2 separate regions of the Mus musculus genome follow, and region 2 is linked to region 1. A link is a contact called in public ChIA-PET data. All regions are on one chromosome and are shown on one strand. Each heading gives the region's core, a stretch centred on a gene start, on an enhancer-like site or on the middle of the called end of the contact. The rest is flanking DNA. Distances are from core to core; before and after follow the strand shown. Region 1 overlaps Ptprk (protein tyrosine phosphatase, receptor type, K). Region 2 overlaps Themis (thymocyte selection associated).

Region 1 (3,533 bases), core at 356-2,855:
TACTTAAAAACCTACTCCTGCAAAATACACATGCTGCCTGCTTACTGATAGATAATGTTATTGATGGTGCTGCTGCTGCTGCTGCTACTTGCTGTCTGTCTTTGCAGCCTCTCCCTGTCTCCCCTGATTGCTCCTCCAGGGTAGGAAATCTTTTTCTGTGCTGAGAATTTGGTGCCTGGGTGTGTACTGCATCCAACTCAGAGCACCCCCCACCCCAGTAATTTTGCATACATTTACATCTAGTTACTGAGGGAGCACCAGCCTTGTGCAGACCAAGAAGGCTGAGGGCAACATTTATTGGAACTTTAGAGGATAAGTATTTTTCAAAACTCAATTTGGACACACAGGTCCACCCCAAAATCAGTTTATTCGATGGGAGCTTCTAGGGCAGAAAGCAGCTATGTGAAGATGATGTGAAGACGCTGTAGAGGAGGCAAAAGATAGAGGACTAGCCAGGAAAAGAACTTATCTCAAGTTTTTCTACGGCATTTCCAGTTGCCCGCACTCCCCAGGAAGCAAAGTGGACAAGTCCTACTGATTTGGGAACAGGAGGGTCGCACTTGGAGTTTGGGGTGTAGCCTTTCAGTTGGATACTGGCTACTGTTGAATACATCTGACCATACTGTAGCATAAAATCAGGGGAAGTGGTAGCAATTGTTGAAGGTCAGATTTGTAATGTCAACATCTAACTAACACAAAACTGTGTCGGACCAAGATGCAGTAAGTGTGCAGGAGTGTGTGAAATCCTTAGATGATGCCCATCTTCTCAGAAAGAGAAATTTTCCCTTCCACAAAGGACTTGAGCATCAACTAACTTTCTAGGAAAAGCTGCACCTCATTAATACCCATCTGAATCACCTTCAGAGTTAAATTATTAGGTTATTTGAAGGGCTGTTCCAATAAAAATATCACAGAAAAATCCATATACATGATTACAGAGGTTCTAGTGTGAAAATGCACTTTATTAGAGGGGAAGAGGTCCAAACAGCGCAGGAGCAACTTTCCCCTTGGGATTTCAGAGGTGATTGAATGCTCTGCTTTCAAACTGATAACCCAGTTCTGATCTGCAGGACTTCAGTCATGGAAGTGTTTACTGAGGCTTCCCTTTAGTAAAAGAATCAGTCAAATCTTCACTGGTGAGATACAGCTGCACATTTAACAAACAAGTTGTATTCATTCATTCATTCATTCATTCACTCATTCATTCAGATAGTGAAATGTAGTAAGTAGCCAGAGGACTGTAAAGTAAATTTAAAAACAAGGTTCAAGGTCATGGAATTGGTATTTCCCATAAGATAGCCAAATGGTCATCAGAAGGAAAAAAGAAAACCACTGAAGTCACATAATTCTTAAATGGCAGCTTTTGTTTCATTTTTAATTTCAATTAAGCAGATTAGGTGATCCCAAGTGTGGGTACAGGGTTTGATGACTGAAATGTGAATTGGATTATATGAAGTAGATGATCTTACTAAATACTCATAGGTTAGCTAAGTGAAATGTTTAAATCAAAGTGGAAACTGCAATGTGACGGCGGTATCTAAGGTAACGCAGGACTTTCGTAGCAGTGTGGTTGGTGGGGAGGAAGCCCACAAGCATGAGGAAGTAAAACAAGCGCAGACATGCTGAAAGTGTTTGTGCATGTCAAGGAAAACTGAGGAGTCATCTTCCACTGCATAAGGGATTCAAAGCACACAGCCCACTAAGACTATTTAGAATAACTGACCCTTTAGCAAAACATTACTTGAATCCCTCTGTGCTTTCTGCCAGGGTTATATCTATATATCTCTATATATGTGGGTGTATGTGTGATATATGCATGGCGTGTATATGTGTGTGTGTGTGTGTGTGTGTGTGTTGACCAGATGATACACAACTGTGTGTGTTCTCAGGCCCTGTGCATCTTTTCTTTTGGGGAAAGGTCAGAGCTTCTCATTGGCCTAAGCCAGGAAACCCCAGGGTTTCTCTTGCTTCTGCCTCCTCAGTGTTGGGATTACCGGAGCCTGCCACCCACTTCTCTGTGAGTTGTTCAGGTCCTCATGCGTATCTTTGCGTGGCATGCACTGACTGATTTAGCTGTTCCTCAGCCTCTGAGTAAGGACTTTAGACAGATACTTGGTCTTAGAGCTGACCAAATGGTTTGTCGTTACTAACAGCAGAGGAGTACAGAAAGAGGATAGCAATTTTTATAGGTCTAATAGTAACCGAATACTAGTTAAATCGTAATTACTAACCATGTACAAATGAGATAATAACCTTCACCCAAAGAAAGTGGCAAGACTGACAGAATCTGGGACGGTACTAAGGATGTGAGTGTCTGAAGGAGATAATACACATCACATTTGTGTTTGTTGTCCTGAGGATAGCTACACTCAATAATATCACAAATACCACACAAAAGAGAATTCTGAAATAAATGTAGAACTGAATGAATAAGAGGAAAAAATAGATTAAAAAATTATAAAGGAGGCCAGAAAAGAAGAGCCAATCAATCTGGTGTGTTAAGGTGCTAACAACTTGACTTGTCTGTCTGACTTCCCTAATTCATTATCGTAATTGTGCGGTGAGGTGCATCTCCTTTTCTGTATTGGCTCTGTATACTCCTCCCTTTTATTGGGCATTCATCAGATTTTTCTTCCTGGTCTCTCTAAACAGGACTGTTCATTTGATTTCCAGATTTAATTCTCTCTCTATCACTAGAAGATTCTCTTTGGGAGAGGAAAAGATGTAATCACAAAGTCATTTAGGTTGCTTCTCATGACAACTGAATGGATATACATATCATGGGACATTCTGAAGCTGCTATCTCTTATTCTTTCATCCTTCCCATAGCTTCAGAAACATTCATTTTGGCCACTTTCAGACACCCTTCATTATGAGCAGCTATTCTCTGGAATGGAGATTAAGCAAGCCGGTCCTCTGAGGTGAGCGTCAACTTGTAATACCAACTGATGATCTGAACTTGATCCTCAGGACCCAAGCAAAGGTAGTAGAAAAGAAGTGACCAAACAAAGCTGTCCTCTTATTTGTATACACATGACATATCATGTGTGTCCATATACACACATCCATATCTAGCACATACAAGAACAACAGCAGCAACAACAACTTGAAAAATAGCCAGATCTTGAAAGGTATCATGACAATACTCAAATGTATAGTTGTGCAGTTCTTTTTAGAGGAGTTTAGAGGATTAAAATAGTATAACTATTTTAAAATAGACACATATAATGTGATAATGTGATTATTTAGTACTGATTCCAGGAATTCCTTTTTCTGTGGAGTTCAGCCAAGAATGCAAAGTGTGTGTGTGTTGTGTGTGTGTGTGTATAGCCACACAATTTTCTATCTATTACATAATAGTAAATTAGTGACTTGGTTTTACAAACCCAGAGCCCAAACAGACAGTCTCTATTTAAAATAGATAAAAATATCTGTGGCTGATGGGGGTTTTGATTAACTAGTTATATGTTATGAAAATTTGGTAACACATTTCTTTGAGATTTACTGCAATGAATTGGGAAGTGACCCAGAGA
Region 2 (3,618 bases), core at 334-2,833, 300 kb before region 1:
GAGAACGTAATAAAGGTTCAAATTGGGCTGGGTTGTCAAGTATGAAAACGAATAGAGTTGCTGATTTCATAGACCAGTTTTGAGGTTTGCCCACAATTGTGACAAGTGATTGCATGTTATTTAACTTGAAAATAATTTCTAAACAATGAAGAGAAATTTGTAATTCTGTACTTCCAAATGTAAGGCAGTACTTCTCAAGTTATGCAAAGGGAATGGAAAAGCATCATGTGTATTTGAATGCTGTGTTATCAATCCAAATGCAATTGCAGAGAAACCTACCAATGTTTTAAAATAAATGCTCATAGCTGCCCAATCCAGAGTTAAGCTGTATCAGTTGGCTAAAGGCAGTGCAGAGGCACATATATTTAAAATAAAGCTTTCCAAAGTCAGATCCTCAGGCCTGATAACCAATAAATTAAGTGCCATTCCCTGTGGACTAAGTATTCAAGCACATGAGTCTATGTGGGCCAAACCTATCCAAAACCACGATAAGGAGTTTTCCCAAATGTTCATAAATATATTTCCCATTCTTAGGACAGACATAAAATCAACTAAAAATTCTTTTTCTATGACATCTTGAAATGGGAATTACAACACATTTTCAGTTATTCAATAGGTTCATTATATTTCATCATTATCTTTTTTAATATCTGCTTATTACTTATAATGCCCACAAGAAATTTTCACGGCAATTTTATGCACTTCATGTATCTTTTTACTTGTTTGTTTCATATAGTAACTAAGAGTGTTCTATAGATACAAGATGAATCATGCATTATTAAGTAACAAAATCTTTGTTTTAAAACATTCATTTTAATAATCTGCTAAAAATAGCTTGTTATTGAACGTAGAGTATATATCTTTTCTATTTTATCTCAAATTCTAAGCAATTTATTTCCTCTTTTCAGGTAAGTAAGTGTATAAAATATATTCAACAGGTCCAGTACAATAACTGGAACTTGCTGATGGCTGATGTGGAAGTTTGAATGAGAATGTCCCATTGGCTCAGTGTATTTGGCCCCCAGTCATTCCAACTGTTTGAGAATAAATCAAGGGTGTGGACTTATTGGAGGAGGTGTGTAACTGGGTGTGGAATTTGTTGTTTCAAAAGACCCCTGTCATTCCTTCTGTGTCTCTTTCTGCCTCCTGTTTGAAGAACAATACAATGGGCTCTCAGCTGTTGCTGCTACCATGGCTTTGTTCCACCATCATGGCTTTTAACCTTCTGAAGCTATCAATCCAATTAAATGGTTTCTTCTATGAGTTGTCTTGGCCAAAGCTTTTTGTCACTGCAATCACAACATAACTAAGATAATTTAAGACAGACTGTTTTATTTAGGGTTTTTTATTGCTGTGAAACGATACCATTAAACAAGGCAACTTTTATAAAGGAAACCTAGCTGGGGCAGGTTTACCATTTCAGTGGGTTAGTGCATTATCAGCATGTGGGAAGAATGGCATTGTGTAGGCAGTCTTGGTGCTAGAGGAGCTGAGAGTTCAACGTCTTGATCCACAGGAGACTGATTCGATACACTGGGCAGAGCTGGAGCTGCACAGTGACACATTCCCTCCAGCAAAGCCACATCTATTAGTGTCACTTCCTGTGGGCCACATAGTCAAACACATGAAACTATGTGGGCCAAACCTATCCAAACTGCCAAAAAGAGTTTTCCCCAAATGTTCATGAATATATTTCCCATTCTTAGAACCCGTGTCTAGCAAACAACACATAGAGACAAAGTCACATGTCATTTTGCCCCACGGAGTAGTTATTTAATGATGTTACCATCTACACCGATTACACTTTTTTTTTTCATTCAATGGAAAAAGTTTATTTTCAGAGTGAAACAAATGTTAACTAACTATTTGTATTCTAGGGCTTCATCTCCCATCCCATCTAATTTACTTAAATGTCTTGCTGTGTTTCCTGATTTGTTAGAGACTCCAGGTACACCTCCCTCCCCCTTGCCTCTGTCAACCCAGCAAGCTGTTTCCCCTGACTTCAAAGTGCAAATATTTTTGCTTCATCACCAGTCTGGTAGTCTAAAGGGCCTTTTGGCTTACATAAAGAGAATCATATTTTGCAAAGAAAACAATAGGCTTGAGATACTAATCAATGCCTCCTTTTCGAATATGTATTTTCTTCCTGAAAAAACTAGGAGATTTTCTTTTATGAAAAAACAAAGGCAGAATGAGAATGAAGCCATCAAAGAGTATTAATTAGATTTTAAAATTCAAGTTAATTTTTTTTTAAAAAGACACAATTAGCTGAATTTCTTATATATTTGTGTGATTATTCAGATCAGGAACCTAACAGGTCCAAAAACATTAAAGTGTTTTCAAACAGAAGTTCCAGTTACTCATTGTGCCTGAAATTACCTGATAAAGAATGCTAAAGTTTTCTTCCTATTGCTTTCTACTGGGAGGTTTACCATTTTGGCAGCCCGAGCCTTAGCTCCCAGGGAGTATCGCCCAGCATTTTTGCTTAACAGGTGATCAACCCTAAGGAATCTTCCAATTTGAAATAGAATGAGGCTGTGCTCTTTTTGAAATGTAAATATTCTGGGTTTCAGACGCACTGTCAGCAAATAACGTGAATTCACATTTGCTTTGCAAAGATCTGTGGCCAAGTTGCTTTCTAACTTCTGGTTGAGCTCTACCTCAACCAGAAAGTAAAAATTATACTACTACTTTTGGTAGCTATTTTATTTTTTAAGGTAATACATCAAATGAAGATTTTAGTAAGGAACAAAACATGTAAAATATATGTAAATAGAACATGTATTTTTAAGGATCCCACAGAATTGGCCAAATGGTTTGAGCTAGTGGCCCTTTGCTTTCTGTACATTAAACAGAGAAGGAGGTTGTTTTAAACTCTCATAGTTGTATTTATTATGAATAAACAAAAATTAATGCCAAAACAAGGGTCTGTCCTTTGTTCAGTTATGTCTGAAATGCTATACTTTAATGCCTTCTTTGTATTCCCTGACAAACATCATAGAGAATATCGAGCTGCACAAGTGAAGGAGAGGCACAGTGGTGCCCAACATGCTCACCAGCCTACAGGCCATCACCAGCCTACAGGCCATCACCAGCCTACAGGCCATCACCAGCCTACAGGCCATCACCAGCCTACAGGCCATCACCAGCCTACAGGCCATCACCAGCCTACAGGCCATCACCAGCCTACAGGCCATCACCAGCCTACAGGCCATCACCAGCCTACAGGCCATCACCAGCCTACAGGCCATCTACTCAGACATTACCCTCTACTGTGGTCATGCTTATTGCACAGCTGCAAGAAGGTTTTTCTCTGCTCCATTAAATGAAGAACATTAGAAAATACCTTTAAATTTCATAGCAGTCACTAGCCTCACATAAGATGCTGAAACTCTGAAACTAATTGTTTCCAATATTCTTAAGCATCACCTGAGACAAAAACAAACTTCTTTAAAGTCACACTATGGATTTTTTTTCCATTCTTTTTTTGCTTTTTTTTTTGCAATTAAAAGAATTTGGGCTGGTAAGATGGCTCAGCTGTTAAGAGTGCCGACTGTTCTTCCAAAGGTCCTGAGTTCAAATCCCAGCAACCACATGGTGGATGGCTTACAACCATCT

The links. ChIA-PET counts read pairs in DNA pulled down with a chosen protein or histone mark.
Region 2: a contact with region 1 is called in an RNA polymerase II ChIA-PET map of effector CD8 T cells, with 9 read pairs. The contact joins two enhancer-like sites. A contact is called at or near these places in 1 of 15 datasets of contacts at CTCF or cohesin (the NIH/3T3 cell line) and 2 of 115 datasets of contacts at active chromatin or transcription factors (CD8 T cells and effector CD8 T cells).

The regions. Positions count from the first base shown.
Region 1 is chr10:28,514,378-28,517,910 of GRCm38.p6, reverse strand. The region is part of intron 13 of Ptprk (protein tyrosine phosphatase, receptor type, K); the gene reads right to left. Among named protein-coding and RNA genes, the nearest start is that of Themis, 150 kb to the left of the region's middle. Within about 2 kb of position 1,605, at least 54 of the 459 cell types and tissues checked have an H3K27ac peak or open chromatin away from gene starts, as enhancers often do. A contact at or near this core is called in CD8 T cells and effector CD8 T cells, where this site is marked.
Region 2 is chr10:28,814,321-28,817,938 of GRCm38.p6, reverse strand. The region is part of intron 4 of Themis (thymocyte selection associated); the gene reads right to left. Among named protein-coding and RNA genes, the nearest start is that of Themis, 150 kb to the right of the region's middle. Within about 2 kb of position 1,583, at least 13 of the 459 cell types and tissues checked have an H3K27ac peak or open chromatin away from gene starts, as enhancers often do. A contact at or near this core is called in CD8 T cells and effector CD8 T cells, where this site is marked.